4 separate regions of the Mus musculus genome follow, and all the other regions are linked to region 1. A link is a contact called in public HiChIP or PLAC-seq, Micro-C and promoter capture Hi-C data. All regions are on one chromosome and are shown on one strand. Each heading gives the region's core, a stretch centred on a gene start, on an enhancer-like site or on the middle of the called end of the contact. The rest is flanking DNA. Distances are from core to core; before and after follow the strand shown.

The links. Promoter capture Hi-C pulls out the DNA fragments that hold promoters and counts their contacts. A called contact is a pair of places that touch in the nucleus more often than the background predicts. HiChIP or PLAC-seq counts read pairs in DNA pulled down with a chosen protein or histone mark.
Region 2: a contact with region 1 is called in a promoter capture Hi-C map of liver, with 3 times the contacts expected there. The contact joins the promoter of Gast here to the promoter of Kcnh4 in region 1. A contact is called at or near these places in 3 of 39 promoter capture datasets (hippocampal neurons, liver and pre-B cells), 2 of 115 datasets of contacts at active chromatin or transcription factors (memory CD8 T cells and pancreatic cancer cells) and 1 of 9 other capture datasets (liver).
Region 3: an H3K27ac HiChIP or PLAC-seq map of embryonic stem cells shows a contact between it and region 1, with 5 read pairs. The contact joins the enhancer-like site here to the promoter of Kcnh4 in region 1. A contact is called at or near these places in 1 of 39 promoter capture datasets (liver), 2 of 484 Hi-C or Micro-C datasets (the N1E-115 cell line and embryonic stem cells), 1 of 115 datasets of contacts at active chromatin or transcription factors (embryonic stem cells) and 1 of 9 other capture datasets (pancreatic islet).
Region 4: a Micro-C map of embryonic stem cells shows a contact between it and region 1, with 3 times the contacts expected there. The contact joins the promoter of Jup here to the promoter of Kcnh4 in region 1. A contact is called at or near these places in 2 of 39 promoter capture datasets (liver and pre-B cells) and 1 of 484 Hi-C or Micro-C datasets (embryonic stem cells).

Annotation. Positions count from the first base shown.
Region 1 is chr11:100,757,459-100,762,007 of GRCm38.p6, reverse strand. Kcnh4 (potassium voltage-gated channel, subfamily H (eag-related), member 4) reads left to right here and starts at 2,230. Exons shown (of 17, transcript NM_001081194.2): 1 at 2,230-2,478; 2 at 4,208-4,441. The coding sequence starts at 2,403. It overlaps Hcrt (hypocretin), which reads left to right. Exons shown (of 2, transcript NM_010410.2): 2 at 1-315. The coding sequence ends at 214.
Region 2 is chr11:100,331,847-100,336,395 of GRCm38.p6, reverse strand. It overlaps Gast (gastrin), which reads right to left and starts at 1,989. Exons shown (of 3, transcript NM_010257.4): 1 at 1,938-1,989.
Region 3 is chr11:100,373,621-100,378,169 of GRCm38.p6, reverse strand. Jup (junction plakoglobin) reads left to right here. Exons shown (of 14, transcript NM_010593.2): 8 at 1-81; 9 at 1,172-1,447; 10 at 3,694-3,844; 11 at 3,971-4,092. Among named protein-coding and RNA genes, the nearest start is that of Hap1, 20 kb to the right of the region's middle. Within about 2 kb of position 1,924, at least 33 of the 459 cell types and tissues checked have an H3K27ac peak or open chromatin away from gene starts, as enhancers often do. A contact at or near this core is called in embryonic stem cells, where this site is marked.
Region 4 is chr11:100,395,467-100,400,015 of GRCm38.p6, reverse strand. It overlaps Jup (junction plakoglobin), which reads left to right and starts at 2,226. Exons shown (of 14, transcript NM_010593.2): 1 at 2,226-2,380. Gm12348 (predicted gene 12348) reads right to left here and starts at 1,900. Exons shown (of 4, transcript NR_132425.1): 1 at 1,879-1,900.

The sequences.
Region 1 (4,549 bases), core at 981-3,480:
GGGTATCCTGACTCTGGGAAAGCGGCGGCCTGGACCTCCAGGCCTCCAGGGACGGCTGCAGCGCCTCCTTCAGGCCAACGGTAACCACGCAGCTGGCATCCTGACCATGGGCCGCCGCGCAGGCGCAGAGCTAGAGCCACATCCCTGCTCTGGTCGCGGCTGTCCGACCGTAACTACCACCGCTTTAGCACCCCGGGGAGGGTCCGGAGTCTGAACCCATCTTCTATCCTTGTCCTGATCCAAACTTCCCCCTCTGCTCGCCGCTGTCAGTCTCTTGGTAAATGGCAATAAAGACGATTCTCTGTTGGTGTGACTAATCTATGTTTCTGTGTGTCAAGTTCAGGCCTCCAGGGGGCGGGAAAGCATCTTGAGAATTGTGACGAGTCTAGGGCCTGGAAGCAGCTTGTGTTTCTCATTGCAAATACTTATTTGGTCGGGAAGAATCCAGCAAGGAACCTTGCAGTCCTGGGGTGTGTGCTACACATTTGGGAGGGTGGAAATGAGGTACCGATGTGCCCTCATGTTGTTCTACTACCTACTTTATTTATTTAGAAACAGGGTATCCTCGGTTGCCCTGGAAAGATCAGCATGACCTTATACTTAAATGACCCGATCTTACTACCCTCTATTTCCCCGGTGGTGTTGATACTGCAAGTGTGCTCCACCACGCCTCCTTTATGCAAATGCTGGAGGACTGATCCCGGAGCTTCATATATATTAATTAAGCAATCACTCTATCGACTGCTACATCCTCAGCCCCCACTGTTTTATAATAGGGACCTACACAGAGAGGTCCAATACAAGGGCACAGAGTCCACCTGGCAAGGGCTGGATGTAAGGCTGCAGAAGAAGCAAGGCATCTGAGCTTTCATGAGGAGCCTCCCAGAGCATCCATAGTGTGGTCCACTGTACCGTGGTGTGTGAGCAATGCCACACTGGGAAGGAGGTGGGTAAGTTTGTGCAGCCATTGCATAGGAGCAGCAGATGTTACACCTTGTTGTATAGAATGAGAAGTCTGGGGATGGTTTTAAGCAGAGAATGGGCAAAGATTTGTCTCCTGCTCCAGCCAAAGGTGCCTATTGCAGGTTGAAGTGTGCTTCCCCCAAATTCACACGCTGCAATATTAACCCACTCCACCCCACCCCCAGCATTTAGAAAGTGACCTTGCCAATGTTGTCAGCTAAAATGAGACAGGAGCAGAGTATGGTAGACCTGTAATCCAGTATAAGTAGTGTTCTTAAAAAACAACAACAACAACGGGGTGGGGGTGGGGGGATTAGGGTACACAGGGGATTAGGAGAAACAGGAAGAACTCACGTGAACATGGAAATAAAGACCAGGGCAATGTACCCACTAGCTAAGAAATGCCACAGGTCACCAGCCAAGGGAGAAGCTAGGGGAGAGTATGGAAGAAAGAGACTCTTCTTCACAGCCTTCAGAGGAATCCAGCCCTGAGTTGACCTTGAACTCAGATTTCCAGATCCCAAAATCGTTTAAGCCAACATTCGGTGTCCCGTTGCTGTAGCAGTCCTACAACAGTAATGTAAAATCCTAAAGTAGAGACAGCAGGGCCAGCAAGATGGTTCAGTGGACAAAGATCTTGCTGTCAAGACTGAAGAACTGAGTTCCATCCTAGGGACCCACAAAGTGAGAGAACCGACTTCAGAAAGTTGGCCTCTGACCTCCATATCTGCACTACTGGAACAGAAATGTACACACACACACAAATGCAAAAATATATAAATGAAACAACCTTTTAAAAGAAAGAAAGAAAGAAAGAAAGAAAGAAAGAAAGAAAGGAAGGAAGGAAGGAAGGAAGGAAGGAAGGAAGGAAGGAAGAAAGAAAAATATCCCAATTCCAGCAGGAGGCACTGTCAACCAGACACCAGTCGCAGCGTGGGCCGCGCGGGGAAACCCGTGGGGTGGAGCTACTGGAGCAGCCAGGGAACCACGCGTAGGGGCGTGATCACCCTGAAAGAAGGGCGTGGCTACCGTTCCAGTCCCACTTCATCACCTCAAGCCTGGATGGTGGGCGTGTCTCCGAGTCTCTCCCCAAGAGACACGCGTGGGCCGCTCCCCTCTGGGAGGAGGGCCACAGAGGAGGGCTTCGGGTGTCTCTGGCGGCCCCTCCCGGTGCGGAGCCACGTGGTGGGCGCGGGCCGAGCCCTCCGGGGAAAACCTGACCCGTGGGGAGGTGGGGCGGGGTGGGGGTGGCGGCTCTCGAAGTGCTGCGGAGCAGAGCTTAGAACTAACAGGTTCAGAGCACACAGGCAGCGGCGGCGAGAGGAGGGGAGGAGGCAGGCCGGCGCATGGGGCGCCCCGGCCCCGCCGGTAGCGCGCCCCCTCCGGCCAGGCCGCGCTGAACGCAGCCCGCGCAACGCCTCGAATCCGTACCCGGGGCCATGCCGGTCATGAAGGGGTTGCTGGCCCCGCAAAACACCTTTCTGGACACCATCGCCACCCGCTTTGACGGCACGCGTGAGTTGGGCCGGCTGGGTCAAGTCTCCTTGGGACAGGGTGGGTATCTGGATGTGGTGAGATCAGAGGAGAGAGAATGGAGTGCTGGATCTCCTAAAACCGTGGCAAAGAAACGGGGTGCAGAACCCTTGAGAGTGGAGATCAAGACATGAAGCGCCGAGGGTGGAGGGGAAGGTTAGGGGGTGTGACTCAAGGCAAAAGCGGCTCTTTGTGCCACAAGACGGAGGAGGGGCCTTGGGAGCCACCCACACCAGGGCAGAGCTGAGCTGGGAGTGTGTATAGAGGTATCTGTGGTGTGGAGATGGGACAAAGTGCTCTGGTGACTGCAGCTGCCTCTGCCCCAGAAAAGAGAGAGAACAGACTTCGGCAAGACCTAACCGCATTAAGGTCACGCGCCCCCAAATCATGAGATATCTTTGTGTGAGGTGGGCGAGGCAAAGCGGGGGCAAGTACTTGAGAACGAGAAAACTCCCTGCTAGCCCACCTGAGCTGGGTTCCGAAGTTCAGCACCCTGGACAGCCGCACAGCTCCTTCCCCGCCTCTTCTCCCGCCATTCCCAACTCTGGAACCCCTAGGTCTTCCTTTGTCCCTTTTCGAAACCCTGGCCGGCATTAGGAGGGTGGGGGAGCGGTAGCCGAGGGCGGAAACCGAGCCTCCAGGGCCCTACCCCCCCCCCCAACCTCTCTTGTTTCCATAGCGCCAATCACCGAGGCAACGGGCCCTGGGATGGAAGAAGTAGGCTGTGCCCAGGACCCAGTGCTTCCTAGGAACCCTCAGTGTCCCGATCAGACACCCCATCCCCTGACAGTACCCTCTCCTAGGGTCCTTGGACTGTTTGTGCCTCCTACCTCATCAACTAAACCTATCTCTGCGTGTCCCTCCACCCCCAAACCTCTAATCCACTGAAACTAGAGGGAGCCAACTCAGGTTCTGGTGCTGGGGTGGCTGCAGCTCACACCTCAATGTCTTCTCCAGTTTGACTTTGCGCATAAGGAACAGATCCTTTGAAACTCCTTAAAAAAAAAATATATATATATATATATATATATATATCAAAAAGTCGGCATTTCCTGGAAGGCAAGAAAGAGGGATGTGTCTTCCACAGTCTTTCCCTTACTTTAAGCACATTTATGAGTTTGGAAATTTTTCTGCCTTTTGGTTTAACAATAAGAGAGTGTGACATCATCAGAATCTTTGTCCTTGCTCATTAAAAGAGGATGCTGGGGTAGTATCCAAGGATGTGCTTCCAAAATTGAGTGAATTGGGAGTGGGGGAGAATCTTCTAAGTGCCAGCAGGCCCTCCTTCCCAAGTTACCTGATACACCCCATATCCAGGAGGGAAAGGCACATTGTGTCCCACTTTGCAGATAAGAAAGCTGAGGCCTTAAGCCACATTATGTATGGCCACATTATGAGGTGGTAGAAGTGAGTGCTGGAGTCCCTGCCCTTTCCATTCTTAGTTGCTTTCTGCAGTCACACTTCTCCAGCTTGAAGGTAGGAGCATGAACCACACGGCCTCATTGGGGTTCCTTCTCTAGCCCTTCATGGACTCCGGGCCACCCTTGTTGTGTGCCTTCTGCTCATTTCAGAACATCTCAGAGGGAGATTAGGTACCACCCGGAAGCTTCTAGCTCTCTGGTCTCTGTCCATGACTTGAGGGAACTGTTGTTCATGTCGAGGTTAGCTCCCTTCTTGGCTTGGCCCTGACCTTGACTTCTCCCTCCTGTAGACAGCAACTTCCTTCTGGCCAATGCACAGGGCCCACGGGGTTTTCCCATCGTCTACTGCTCTGACGGCTTCTGTGAGCTCACAGGCTACGGCCGCACCGAGGTCATGCAGAAAACCTGTAGCTGTCGGTTCCTCTATGGCCCAGAGACCAGTGAACCAGCCCTGCAACGGTTGCAAAAAGCCCTGGAGGGCCACCAAGAACACCGAACTGAAATCTGCTTTTACCGAAAGGATGGTAAAGAGCCTGATCTGGCTTTGCCTGACATCTGCCCAAATCCCAGGCTTCACCCAGCAGAGTCTGCTAGGCACAGAGAAGCTGAGGGGCTTATCCTTCCATGGCTAC
Region 2 (4,549 bases), core at 740-3,239, 430 kb after region 1:
TCTGCCTCGCTACAAAAAGAGAGAGGGAGAGGGAGAGAAAGGGAGATAGGGAGGAAAGGAGAGAGGGAGGGGGAGGGGGAGGGGAGGGGGAGAGAGATCTGGTTTCAATGGACTAAACTACAGAGCAATAGACTTCCTCTGATGTCCATATGGGTACTGGCCTTGCTCATCCAAATGTGTGTGTGCATGCACACATACACAGGCACACACACACAATTTCAAATGCAAAAAATCACCCACAATGACCATAGAACAGTATTTTCCAGACTGTTCCACCAGATGAGGCTAGGTCCGGTGACTCTTAGAGCTTAAAGTGAAATTTTAAGTAGCAACAACAAAGAGGCATGCGCACACTAAAAGGTGTTATAGATCATACACTGCCACTTGGAGACCACTAGTATGTCCATCAGAGGCTGGGCCCCATGGTTGCTAGGCAACCTTGGAGCAGAGGCTCCGCTGTGTTTAGCTGATGAACAGCCTGCAACTGTACTTATGCAGCTAAGGAAAATAAATTAAACCCAGCATTTGCAGCCAAGCTGTGGGGTGAGTCAAGTCTGGGGAAACCACAGCTTGGACCTAAAGTAGAATGCCCAAGCAAACATCAAGTTCCAAACCTTATCTGTTCTTGGGACTTGATATTTTCTGTTTTGTTTTTGTTTTTGCTTTTTTTTTTTTTTAACTTTCCCCCGTAAGAAAAATGTGTATTAAAAGATATTAGAAAAAAACAAAAACAAAAACGCCAGGCATAGTGGCGCATGCCTTTAATCCCAGCACTCAGGAGGCAGAGGCAGGCAGATTTCTGAGTTCGAGGCCAGCCTGGTCTACAAAGTGAGTTCCAGGACAGCCAGGGTCTTACAGAGAAACCCTGTCTCGAAAAACTAAAAAAAAAATATATTAGAGGCTGTGAGTGTTGGCACATGCTTTCAAACCCAACACTCAGGAAGCAGAGGCAGGCGGATCTCTGAGTTCAAGGCCAGCCTGGTCTCTACTGGTCTCTATATAGAGCTAGTTGCAGGACAGGCAGGGTGGTACTAGAGAAACCCTATCTTGAAAAAAACAAAAAAACAAAAAACAACCAAACAACAACAACCAAAAAAAAACCTTAAAAATATTAGCTTCTTATGACAAAATTCTCAAATGAGATGTTCTGAGGGAGAGAAATATTTGTGGCTAATAAAGAAATGTTGAAAATCGCAGCTGGACTTGCTGGCTCCTGTTTCTGTCTCAGTACTTGGGAGGCTGAGGCAGGATTGCCTCACTCTCAAGGTTCTGTGAGTGCTAGGCAAACCAGGGCTAGAGTGATACCCTTCCAAAAAGAAAGAATGAATGAAAAGGGGGAAAAAATCAATGCTATAGACAATTGTTCTGTCCAATATGAGCCATACAGCTTGATAAATATGGCAGTCACTAGTTATTTGTGTCTCCTTACATTTGAATGAATTGCTATACAATTTTTCCACCTTTGAACTAGCCACATGATAAGTACTCCTGTGGCTAATGGCTGCTATATAGGAAAGTGCGGATTTAAAGCATTCTCATTATTGCAGAATTTTCTTTTAGGTAGCACTGGCCTAGGAAAGGGCTTGCGACGGGACCCAGAGCTGTGAGTTCCAGTCTTAGCACGTCCTGTCTTCTAGACTTCAGTTTTCTCATCTTAGCAATGGGGGATAGGCCCTCACTTGCTCATCTCCCTGGCTGGCAGGAGCCCCAGGATCATGGCTGGGTTCTAAGTGAAGCAGAAAGGCAGGCGGGAATCACGGACAACAGTGTGGCCTTAGAACTGCGACTCAGTTCCTTCCACTCTGGGCCAAGCAAGGGACCCCATCTCTGGAGACACCATGGCCTGGAGCCTCTAAAGGCAGGGGGCTTGTCAATTCTCATCCTTGCTGTCCCTTCCCTCCCCTCCCTTTCCCTCTTTTCCCTTCCCAATTTCTCACCCACAGAGCTGGGGAATAGTTGGCTGTTGTGGCGCTGGGTCAGCTCTGCTCTGTGCGCTGCTCCAGGTCTGCCTTATAAAGCCCTCGAGGTTCCTCCCAAACCCTCCTTCCAGGTGAGGCCAGACTCCCCACAGCAAGAGAAATGGGCCTGGAATGTAGGTTCAACCTGTCACTCTGCCCCACCCTGTCACAGAGCTGTCAATCAATTAGTTATTTATTCAGAATATGGGGAAAGGGAAGGGCTGAAACAGGGAGGAGACAGACAGGAGACAGATTCCCTGGGCTCCAGAGCAGCTCATTCTACTGTATGCCTTGGGCCATCGGCTTCCTAGTCTTCTATTGGACTACATCCCATGGGGCGGGGCTGAGAGGAGAGGGAAGGGAGAGAATGAATGAGAATCAAATGACCAATGTGCGCATATGTTGATGTTTGATGAACAGGTAGTGTATGCATGTAGGCTGACTTATTGATCCCTGTCCCCTCCATTGGGCTTTGCAAACAGGATATCATTGTCATAGTTATCAGGAGCAATGGGCCATGGGCTGATGGGCTTGCTCTTTCTGTTGAGATTCTCATGTTGGTTGCCTTGGAACCCTTTTATGCTCCTGTTACCATGGAAAACCCTCAGCATCTCTTGTCTATGCCCTCTATGTTGGGCGGGATCTGCCCAACACTCTTGGACCCACTCCTTGGGTTTGCACCTAATCAGACCTCTAGCCAGCCCCCTACTGGGAGCCAGTTCCTTGAGGACCTTGTGTTTCAAGACTCTTCCATGTTGCTTTCAGGGGTAGGTTGTGATTTGCATAAAGAATTCATAACATTGCAACAAAAAAATTACATCTTAAAGTGGTTAGTGAACGAAGGCATTTTTTCAAAGATGTACCGGGAAAGAAAAATGATACATTTCTTGGTTTATTTGATAAACTTCCACCTGAATGTGGTTTGCAAGGTTATAACAATCTCTAGACTTTTTTTTCCATAACTGAGATGAGACATTTGCTCTCATGTATGCGTCATTGGGCCCCCTTTCCTGTCTTGAGGAGCTTTGATGTCCCTTGGGTCTTGTATAAGGGCAGTGGTACCCACGCTCGCAACCAGCCTTGCTGAGAATTAACAGGTGATGAAGGATGCAGGCTGCACTGTGGCCATGGCAACCAGCACCCAAATGTTCTAGTGAATAACCACTCTAATACAGAGCAGGACACGGTGACTCAGCAGATGGAATAAGAAAAAAATAAAAATAAAAAGAAGAAGAAGAGGAGGAGGAGGAGGAGACAAAACGCAGTACAGGCATTGACAGTAATTAATTGAAACACAAAAATCTCAGAGATAGAAGGTATTGGAGGGGGTTGGGAGGAAGGACATGGTAAGAGCAGCTCTTCTCACGTCCTGGGGGGGATGGAGATGCTGGTGTTGCTATGGTAACAGGAAATTACAAGCTTTCCAGAGAGCTAGGTTGATTTCTGCCTGTGGATCAGGTTATGCCCCCGGCTGTTCTTCCCCCAGCTAGGATGGCAATTATTATAAACAGCAGCCTGCCTCCTATTCAGCAGTGGTGGCTGTCATTGTAGGCACTGCAAAGTGCCCATGACAAGGGTCCTCTTCAGAGATGAGAGGCATAGCCCTTTCCCTCGGGTGTGCGCACTGCATATTGTGCTCACAAAGGCCTGTGGTTGGATAAAAGGGAAGGCTTCCTGGCTCTCCCCTTTTCTAGTTGTTGAGATGCTTTCTCCTCCAAACATTGTAGGGGAAATGACTTGAGGGTGGGCCTTGGGACAATGCAATATCCGAAGCATTTTGCACAGCACCCGTGGAAATTTAATACATTTTGCACTTTTCTCCTCCCTTTGTCTATGTTGAACCTCAGTTAGCCGTCTCTGTGAAATGGGATTCATTCATACAGGCATCACAGGGCAGGGGCGGAGGGGAGTGGGAGAAAGTCCAAGCACAAACTTGGCACATTTGGGTAATTCCCTTCAAAGCATCACTTTGTGACCCCGAGATTTCCTGTCCTTCAAGAGAAAGCCCCCACTTAATTGCCACTGGAGGAGGCAGCAAAAATGAAGTCTCTGGAGGCTGAGCCTCCCAAAGGCCATTACCTACCACTGAGCAGGAGGCCAGTGTTGGAAACCAACCCTGAGCTGTTAAGTGGTGTTTGTGTTCACTTTCTGGGCCTGTGAGGTTGGAAACCAGACCATGAGACTTAGTCTCATGCCCTCCCCATGACCCCCGCCCCCACCGTCGTAATAGTGCATGTGACAGGCGGGTAAAGTTCTCTGTGGGAATAAATGCAGTTAGTTTGTGCCATGATCCTAGGACATTAGTGTCATCGTGACTCTATTCTATGGATGAAGAAACTAAGGCCCATGGAGGGGGAGCACTCTCCCCAGTCTGAATTCATGCACATAAAGAGGAGCTGGGCTGGAGCTCCTCCTAGGAGGAGGGATGCGGGAGGCAGAATGATGGTTCACTGAATAAGTAAGTCCCTGTGCCAATCCTTAGAGGCCATTGCAAAGATGTCACTGAAATAAGAAACTCAATATCTATTACCTGTCTGACTGGACCCAGTTTAACTACAAAGCGGAGGAGAGCTTTGAAGTCTTAAGGAGGA
Region 3 (4,549 bases), core at 675-3,174, 380 kb after region 1:
CAGAACTCTGTGCGCCTCAACTATGGAATCCCGGCCATTGTGAAACTGCTCAACCAGCCAAACCAGTGGCCACTGGTCAAGGTACCCAGTAAAGGCCACAGGCACTGGGGTAGGGGTAGGTGAGGGGTCTGTCCATGTTCAGGGTCATAGGGATATATGGTAAGGATCCAGAAGAGCAGGGCCTAGAAATAGGAAGCAGCTCCCATGGCCTTTTTTGCTTCAACATTGGCTCTGCTCTTAGAGACTGAGTCTTTTCATTTATCTGTCCCACCATATGGTTTTTTTTTTTCTCGTTTTTCGAGACAGGGCTTCTCTGTGTAGTCTTGGCAGTCCTGGAACTCACTCTGTAGACCAGGCTGGCCTCAAACTCAGAAATCCGCCTGCCTCTGCCTCCAGAGTGCTGGGATTAAAGTCGTGCGCCACCACCGCCCAGCTATTATTTATTTTTAGAGTCTTCACTTATTTATTTTGTTTTGGGGGGACAGGGTCTCACTCTATAGCTCTGATGGTCCTGGAGTTCTGTAGACCAGGCTGGCCTCGAACTCACAGAGATTCTTCTGCCTCTGCCTCCCGAGTACGGGGGATTGAAGGTGTTTGTCACCATTCCTGACTCTGGCTATTTTTTGAAACAAGGACCCTGAGATGTAACCCAGGCTGTCCTTAGACTTTCAATCCTCCTGCCTCAGGCTCCTGACTGCTGAGAATACTATAGACATGTCCCACCTTAGCAATCTAGTTCCTTTATTACTATTATTATTATTAAAAAAAAAAGTACAGTCTCAGGTATCCCAAGCTAACCTCAGATTGTAGCCAAGGTTCGCCTTGATCCTCCTGCCTCAGCCTCTCCCTACTTGCTGGGGTAAGTTCTGTGCCATCACACCCACTCTGTGCGGTGCTGGGTATCCAACCCTTTGTGTGTCCTAACTGAGCTAAAGCCCCAACCTTAGCTCTAGATTCCTTCAGTTCTGTGCCTACAGCCCCGCCCACAAGCCCCCAGTTCCGTTCCAGGAGTAGCCAGGATGCTCCTGACTCTGCGGTTGTTGCTGAAGTGGGACTCAGATTCAGAAGAGATGACAGGAAGGACAAAATACCTAAAGCCGGGGATCAGGGATCCTCCAGATGTTTAAGGACTACCCGCCCCTCCACTCATCACTGCCTCCTTTCTTGCCAGGCAACTATTGGCCTGATCCGGAACCTGGCTCTGTGCCCAGCCAACCATGCCCCTCTGCAGGAGGCCGCGGTCATTCCCCGCCTCGTCCAGCTGTTGGTCAAGGCCCACCAGGACGCCCAGCGCCATGTGGCTGCAGGCACCCAGCAGCCCTACACGGATGGTGTGAGGATGGAGGAGATCGTGGAAGGCTGCACCGGAGCCCTGCACATCCTCGCCCGGGATCCCATGAACCGCATGGAGATCTTCCGGCTCAACACCATTCCCCTGTTTGTCCAGGTGAGTCCGGTACAGATGGGCAGATCTGTCCCCAGGTGCTGCTGAGGGGTTTGGAATGTGTGGGCCAGGAGTAGTCTAGGTCTGTGTAGAGAAGGGTGGATAAGTGGCTTTCCGAACTTAGATCACGAGAGCCTTCTTGAAGTGCAGCCACATGCAGACATGAAGAGCATCTGCAGATTCAAGAAACAGGAAAGGGACAAACATGGAACCTAGGAGCCAGCGCCTCAGCACACCGGAGCTCATTAACACTGGGTCCTAACAGTGTGGTGCTCACAGAGTCAACAAGTGGCTCCCAGGTGGCTCATAAGCAGAATGCTCGGCCCAGGAATTTACAGAAATGAAATTTAGCTCCCAGTGAGAGGCCATTTTCCACTGTCAAATTGGCCAGCTTGAGGGTTGGATAAACTGAGCGTCTTGGGTCTCGCCTACTTGGGGGAAGGGCAGTCTGGGAGCTATCCTTTGGCCTGGAATTCAGATGGGACTCTCTCTTGGGGAAAATCATTTAGCATAACTGAACCGAGATAACTACTGCAGACACAGCTGTTAAAAACAAGCCCTTTGTCTAATGGTGAGGAAGTAGTTTTGAAGGAAACCACTGGGTGTGGTGGTACATGCTTCTCATTCCAGCTCTGAGGAGCGGAGGCAGGAGGATTAGCCATGCAAGACCAGCCTTGGATATACTCAGTGAGCTCAAGGCTAGCCTGGGTTATCTTTGACTTTAAAAATAATCTGGTGGCGCATGCCTTTAATCCCAGCACTTGGGAGGCAGAGACAGGTGGATTTCTGAGTTTGAGGCCAGCCTGGTCTACAGAGTGAGTTCCAGGACAGCCAGGGCTATACAGAGAAACCCTGAAAAACCAAAAAAAAAAAAAAAAATCTAAAGAATGGCAGTGTGTGATATTGCCCTGGGGAGGCTGAGACTGGGGCATTGAGAGACAGTTCTAGGGTAGCCTGGGCTAATAGCAAGACCTTATCTTTTAAACAAAATAGAAGAATGCTTTAATATGTCATACTGCCATGTGCAGTGAGGCCTCACAAATCATGGGATGCATTTGTTTTGCTTTGTGGCCCTGGGGATTGAGTCAGGGCCAAGCTCAGGGGCAAGAACTCTACCCCCAAGCTACATCCCCAGCCCAAGATTTTTTTTTTCCTTTGAAAATATTTTTTATCAGTTTTCAGAGTTAAGGTCTCATCCTGACCTACCTTCAGTGGAATGAACTCATAGGTTTGTAGGACAGACTTTGAACTAATACACAGGAACGTGCCTTATTCTACCATGGCAGGCAGAAATCAGCATTATTGGTGGGGCTGGGAGATGACTGCCAGTGGGGCTTTGCCGTGCATCCTCGAGGAGCTGAGATCAGATTCCCAGCACTCAGGTGCTGCAGCAGCTTTTAACCCGAGCAGCGTGGGAGGAGCGGAGACAGGAGGAGTGAGCCTTGCCAGACCTGGAGCTGCAGGTTCAGAGACAGACCCTGCCTGAAAAATTGAGACGCAACAGAAGGGAACATGTGACTCCAACCTCTGATCATCATACACAAGAACATACACTCAAGTGCACACGTGCCCCAAAACACAGTCACCACGATACACACATATAGAGACACATGCGAACATACCTATAGCGAGATTGGGCACACCTTTAATCCCAGCACTCAGGAGGCAGAGGCAGGTGCAACTCTGTGAGTTTCAGGCCAGCCTGGTCTACAAAGGGAATCCAGGACAGCCAGGGCTATTATACAGAGAAATACTGCCTGGAAAAACAAAAGCATATATGCATATACATAAACATACATATATATGGTATATATGTAGTATATTTATATATACTATACTATATACTATAGCATATACTATATATATGTAGTATATTTATATAATACACATAGTATATATTATACTACATATAGCATATATAGTATATACTATATATTATATTTTCTGTAGTATATTATATGCTATATATTTATATATGCAATATGCTCTAATATATAATTATATATAATATAAAATACATAATATATAATAAGACGGTGATAAAATGTACTGGTCATGTGCTGACATGTTAGCAGAGGCTGTGTCTGCTCAGGTATTAGGGGCCAGTCTGGTTTTTTTTTGCCCTTTCTTTATGCTTTCCTTGGCTTTCTCTTTCCTAAGATGGCTAGACAGGGCAGGGCTGGGCGGTGCGGCTGGTGTGCAGCCTGGCTTGCCTCACTCCTCACCTCCACCCGTGTCCTCTCTCCTAGCTCCTGTACTCCTCTGTGGAGAACATCCAGCGTGTGGCTGCGGGAGTGCTCTGCGAGCTGGCCCAGGACAAGGAGGCTGCCGACGCCATTGATGCGGAGGGCGCCTCTGCCCCTCTCATGGAGCTACTCCATTCCCGCAATGAGGGCACCGGTGAGGGACCCATGACTTGGTGTGGGGTGCAGGGGAGCACCAGAGGGAGGAGGCTGGGCTCTGTTCCTCCAGCTGCAGCACTGACAGCCTCTGACTTGGTCTTAACTTCCCTCCCTCTCTGCCCAGCGACCTACGCTGCTGCTGTCCTGTTCCGCATCTCTGAGGACAAGAACCCAGATTACCGTAAGCGAGTGTCTGTGGAGCTCACCAATTCCCTCTTCAAGCATGACCCAGCTGCCTGGGAGGCTGTGAGTATCAGACCACATCTGACTGTGCAAGCCACGTACTGCATGGGGGGGCGGTGGGTGGGGGCAGCTCATTGCTCTCTGCAGAGGCATAGCTGACCTCAGAGAGGTGTAGCCTCCAACTCAATATTCATTTCAAGGCTGATTTTGAACTCTGTTTTTTTGGGTTTTTTTTTTAAAAGATTTATTTATTTTATGCTTATGAATACACTATTGCTATCTTCAGACACCCCAGAAGAGGGCATCAGATCCCATTACAGATGGTTGTGAGCCACCATGTGGTTGCTGGGAATTGAACTCAGAATCTCTGGAAGGGCAGCCACTGAGCCGGCTCTCCAGCCCTGACTTTGAACCTCCTGTCTCCACCTCTCAAGTGCCGTGACTAAAAGGCCTAAAGGCATGGGTTACCATGCCTGGCTAGATATTTATTTTATTTTGCAATGGGGTCCTTTATAGAGAG
Region 4 (4,549 bases), core at 977-3,476, 360 kb after region 1:
TTCCTGAGGCCTGGGCTGATCACTGTGGAGTGTGGCAAGTAGGCAGGTGGGCTCATGGATGAGATAGAGATAAAGATCCCCAGGTAAGCTAGCAGGGGTGGGAGTCAGGGAAACAGTGGAGGGGAGCGGTCCTGGCAACTTGCCATGTGCACCTACAACTGGATTAGGGATGCTGCTATCTTCCTCTCCCTTCCAGGAAGACTTATTGGCGGGAAGACAACAAGTTAGGCCTCGTTCCTTTCTCTACTGGGGGAATGTGGTCAAAGATACTGTTAGGATATCTTCATCTGGAATTATTTTAGCCCGTAAGCTCTGGTGCATGTGTGTGCGTGCCTGCGTGTGTGTGTGTGTGTGTGTGTGTTTGTGTGTGTGTGTGTGTGTGTGTGCGTGTATGTGTGCGCGCTTTCAGGAAGTCCTTTTCTAAACAGCCACTCCCCCAACTCCCACCCACACAAGCTGTTTCCTCTTGTCACTCTGTACGCTCTCTGAGAGTTAGGATACTTTAAATTTTCTGTGCAGCCAAGGTCTAGGCTGGCACCCAGCATACAGTTGGTACTCAGTACCTTGGTTCATGCCTTGGGTTCATGTTACAGCCGCAACAGCAGTCATCAACCACAGGAAGAAATACCCACGGCTCCTTAGGCCACCTACTGAGTTCTTTTGGATGGCTCAACAGCCTTGTCTACTCTGAAGGGGCTTGCTGCCTCGCTTTGGTTTAGACCTCTGCTCCCTTTCTTTCCATCTAATGTCTGATTTTCCCCCAAATCCGTCAAAGTTTCCTTACATCATTATTTAATCTCCTTTGTCTGTTTCTCCCTGGAGCAGTATCCAGCCCCCCCCCGCCCCACCCCCAAAACACACTGACCCTTCTGCTCTGGGACTTGAAAGAAGGTGTCGGCCCAGGCGTGGTGGCGCACGCCTTTAATCCCAGCACTCGGGAGGCAGAGGCAGGTGGATTTCTGGGTTCGAGGCCAGCCTGGTCTACAAAGTGAGTTCCAGGATAGCCAGGGCTATACAGAGAAACTCTGTCTGGAAAAACAAAAACAAAAACAAAAACAAAAAAAAAAAAAAAAGAAAGAAGGTGTCGGAGTTTAGAGTGTACCATATTTCCTAGTCTTGTGATCTCTTTGGAGCGTAGTTTTAAAATCGCATTACATTTTATTTACTTTTATGTGTGTGGCACTTGTGCCAAGGCGGGAGATCAGAGGACAGAGGACAACCTGTGAGACTTGGCTGTTGTCTCCCTCCATGAGGTATCAGACTCGGGTGGTCACATCTGCACAACTGAGGCACCACACAAGCCCATTAAAAATATTCTTTTAACATGGATCATTTCGATCCCACTTTGAAGACCAGGCTGGCCTCTTAACTCACAGAGATCTGCCTGCCTCTGCCTCCTCGAGTGCCACCACTGCCTGGCTGCTCCAGCACTTTTTAAGAACTGTCTCGAACTGAGACAGTTTAAATACTGACATTCCTCAGCTGTTTAAGTGCTACTACAAAGCTTATTTCATTTAATCTCTCCAACCTAAGATAGATAAAGCTAATGAACCCACTTTACAGAAGAGATACAGGGTGAAAGGTACACTAACTAGCCTAAGGTCATACAAAGATTAAGGGGAGAACCCAAACCCAGGCCTGCTAATTCTAAACAGAAGGGATCAGGGAACACTCCATCTTTTGTAGGGGGGAGAAAATCCCAACCCAGCACAAAGCCTATGAAATGCTTTACAAACATCTTATTACTACGTTGAGGCAAGAATGAATAAGCCTGACGCTGAGTTGGCTGGCTAGTGAAGGCGTCAGTCCTTTCCCATGCCTCCCCCTGACTCACCTGTTGGACAGGTAGGGGGGGAAGGGGAGAATAATGAGTCTTACCTGCTCAGGGCTAGGGTGGGGCAAGTCACGCCCCACCTGATCCATTGGCTTTTTCCTTAGTCTTACTGACAGCCCTCTGTCCAATCATAAAGAAGAAACTTTCTATTTGCCAATAGATGCAGAGTGAGGATGAGACCTCAAGTTGGCGTCCACCCCAGAGTCGAGTGGCAGTCCCTGGGGCCAATGGTGAGCGCATAAACAGAGGCGGCCGTGGTAGAGGTCCCGGCGCGAGGCTCCGCCCCTCGATGGGATAGTCAGGCTGGGCAGCCAGTGAGATAGCCTCAGAGGGTGGGAGTCTCCCTAGGGGGCGGAGCTTCGAGGGGGCGAGAGGTGTGGCTTGGCTGTCAGGTCCCTTTGCCTTTTGTTCGGTTACTGAGTTGCTGCCTTGGCCAGAGTCCGGAGCAGCCGCCGCCCGAGTGCGCCGAGCTCAGTTCGCTGCCCGCGCCGGCTCCCTCCCGGCCAGACCCGACCCCGATTCGGCTCAGCCCGGCTCCACGCTCAGGTACACCCGATCGGGGTACGAATCACTGTGGGAGAGTAGGGACAGCAAGCGGCCGGGAGGCTGGTTCCAGCGGTTTCAGGGCAGGTGAGGGCGGGTGTCAGGGAGCGCATCCTACACCAGCGACAGGGGGCGCGCTGGGGTCCGGGGCGCGGGACCCTTGGGACAAGCAATCTGGGTTGGAGCGCCCCTCCAGGCTCGGTGAACCGCAGGTCTGAGAAGGGTGGGGAGGAACTAGGGCAGGTGCCTCGGAGTTCGCGCCTCCCCCAGGGCCCCAGAGCTCGCCTAACACGGCGTCCCTGACTCTCCCCTGGAGCTGACCGAGCAGACTTTGACCCGCTCCGCCTGGTCCCGGAGCTCACGGTGACAGGAATTTACCGTTTGGGAAACTTGCTGCCTAGTCTCTTTGGGGCCACCCTCACCGCACCCCACGCGTCATCCTCGCTTTCTCTCCCTCCCTCCCTACTCCCCCAGGCCTGGGTGGGGCCCTATTGTCTGCGCCCAGCTTTCCAAACTGTGGGGGCCGAGTGCACATTTTCCCAGGGACGCAATTCCCACCTGCTGAGCAGAGCAGGTGAGCGCTTGGAAGACGGAGGCCCTGCCCTGCAGCTCCGAGCTGGACCTGTGGCGCCTCCCTCCGCTCTAGTGTACGCCGGTCAATGCCTTCTCCTACGGAGGTGGGATAGGGTGACTGGGGAACTGGTGAAGGGTCTGGGCTGAGTGCCCTACCGATGTCTGACACTGGTGGCTTGGCCTGGAGTCTGGGCCGGTAGAGAAAATTTAAGAAGCACTCGCCCAGTTTTTAGTAGCTGTGGTTTCCAGAGTGTTGATAGGGAAACAGCAATATCTTTTGATTTCTGCAACCCATTCTTGTTGAGAAATCACTCCAAACAAACTTTCCAGGAGAAAGTAACCATGGGAGCCTTTTCTAGGATTTTTCTAGTCTCCTTGTTGAGAGCTGATTCTAGGCTTGGTGGTACTTCTTGGAGGAAAACCCCTTCCCCCAGTCAGCTCCAAGCTGAACGTAGCCAGTGTGTGCGCTTTGACCCTGTTCTCCCTGCCCCCAACTCCATCCTGTTTGCCAGGCCCCTAAGGCCTGAGGTAGGGACCAATGGGGGTGGGGTGGGGGCGTTGCTGAAAGGGGAAGTGTCTTCTTCCTTCCCCCTCCTCCGGAGACCATCACACCCCCTTATATGAGGCCTGCTAAGTATCTGTCCTCCCAAGCTCTGCCCCTTCCCCAGGAATGGGGTTGGGACAGGGCTGGGCCAAGCTAGGAAGATGAGGAAGAGTGATTAGTCTTTCCCTAACTCCCCCATTCCATCCCCGATTTTATTTAGCTGGCTGACAATTGAGGCAGGATAGCATAGGGCAGGAATGTTGCTGGCCGGTCCGCTGGGTTTCTAGATTATGAAGGTGCATTCTTTCTAGAGGACTCGCCAGAAGTCCCTCCTCCACCCACTCTTTTCCTGAGTGTTTGGCGGGGAAAGTGGGACAGGAGGAAGTCTTTGCTGTAGAAGGTTTCTTCCCTGCCAGGCACCCTGAGGCTGCACAGTGTGATCCGCGCCCTCCCCTTGCCTTCCGTGTGCTGAGAGCGCTTCTCTGGCTGGAATTGTGAACTTCTACTCGCCCTTGCTGCACTGGTTATACAAATCCGAAGAGTGGCCTTTTCATAGGCATTTGGAGGCCCCTCCCCATCAGCCTTCTTGTGGGGGACCGAGCAGGAATGCCAGCGCTAGCCTGGAGCAGAGGGAAGGTGGGGTGAGGGTCATGAGTGCTGCTTGCTGTGACTCACCTGGAGGCCGCTGGTGGTGCTTCGTTGGAGAGTGGGAATGGCAGACAGACTCTCCCCTTGAGTAACCCCCTTAGGTCCTGTTGAGGGGGTAACATAAGTGTGACCACCTCCAGGAAGCACGGGGGGGGGGGGGGATATGAAGATTAGGCTCATGCTACCTGTCTCCCCTCCTCTCCATGCCAAGGTGGAGGAGGGGAAGGCATTGTAATTACATGAGCTAAATGATTAGTTTAGCTAATTTGATTGGTTCATGGCTGTGATGAAAAGACAGTATTGAGGAAGTGTGGCCAGGAGCTGCCCGGCCCAAGCTGGCTTCTGACCGGACAGGAGGGAGGAGAAGCCAAGGTAGGATCCGATTAGTCATTTCTTGCCAGATCAAG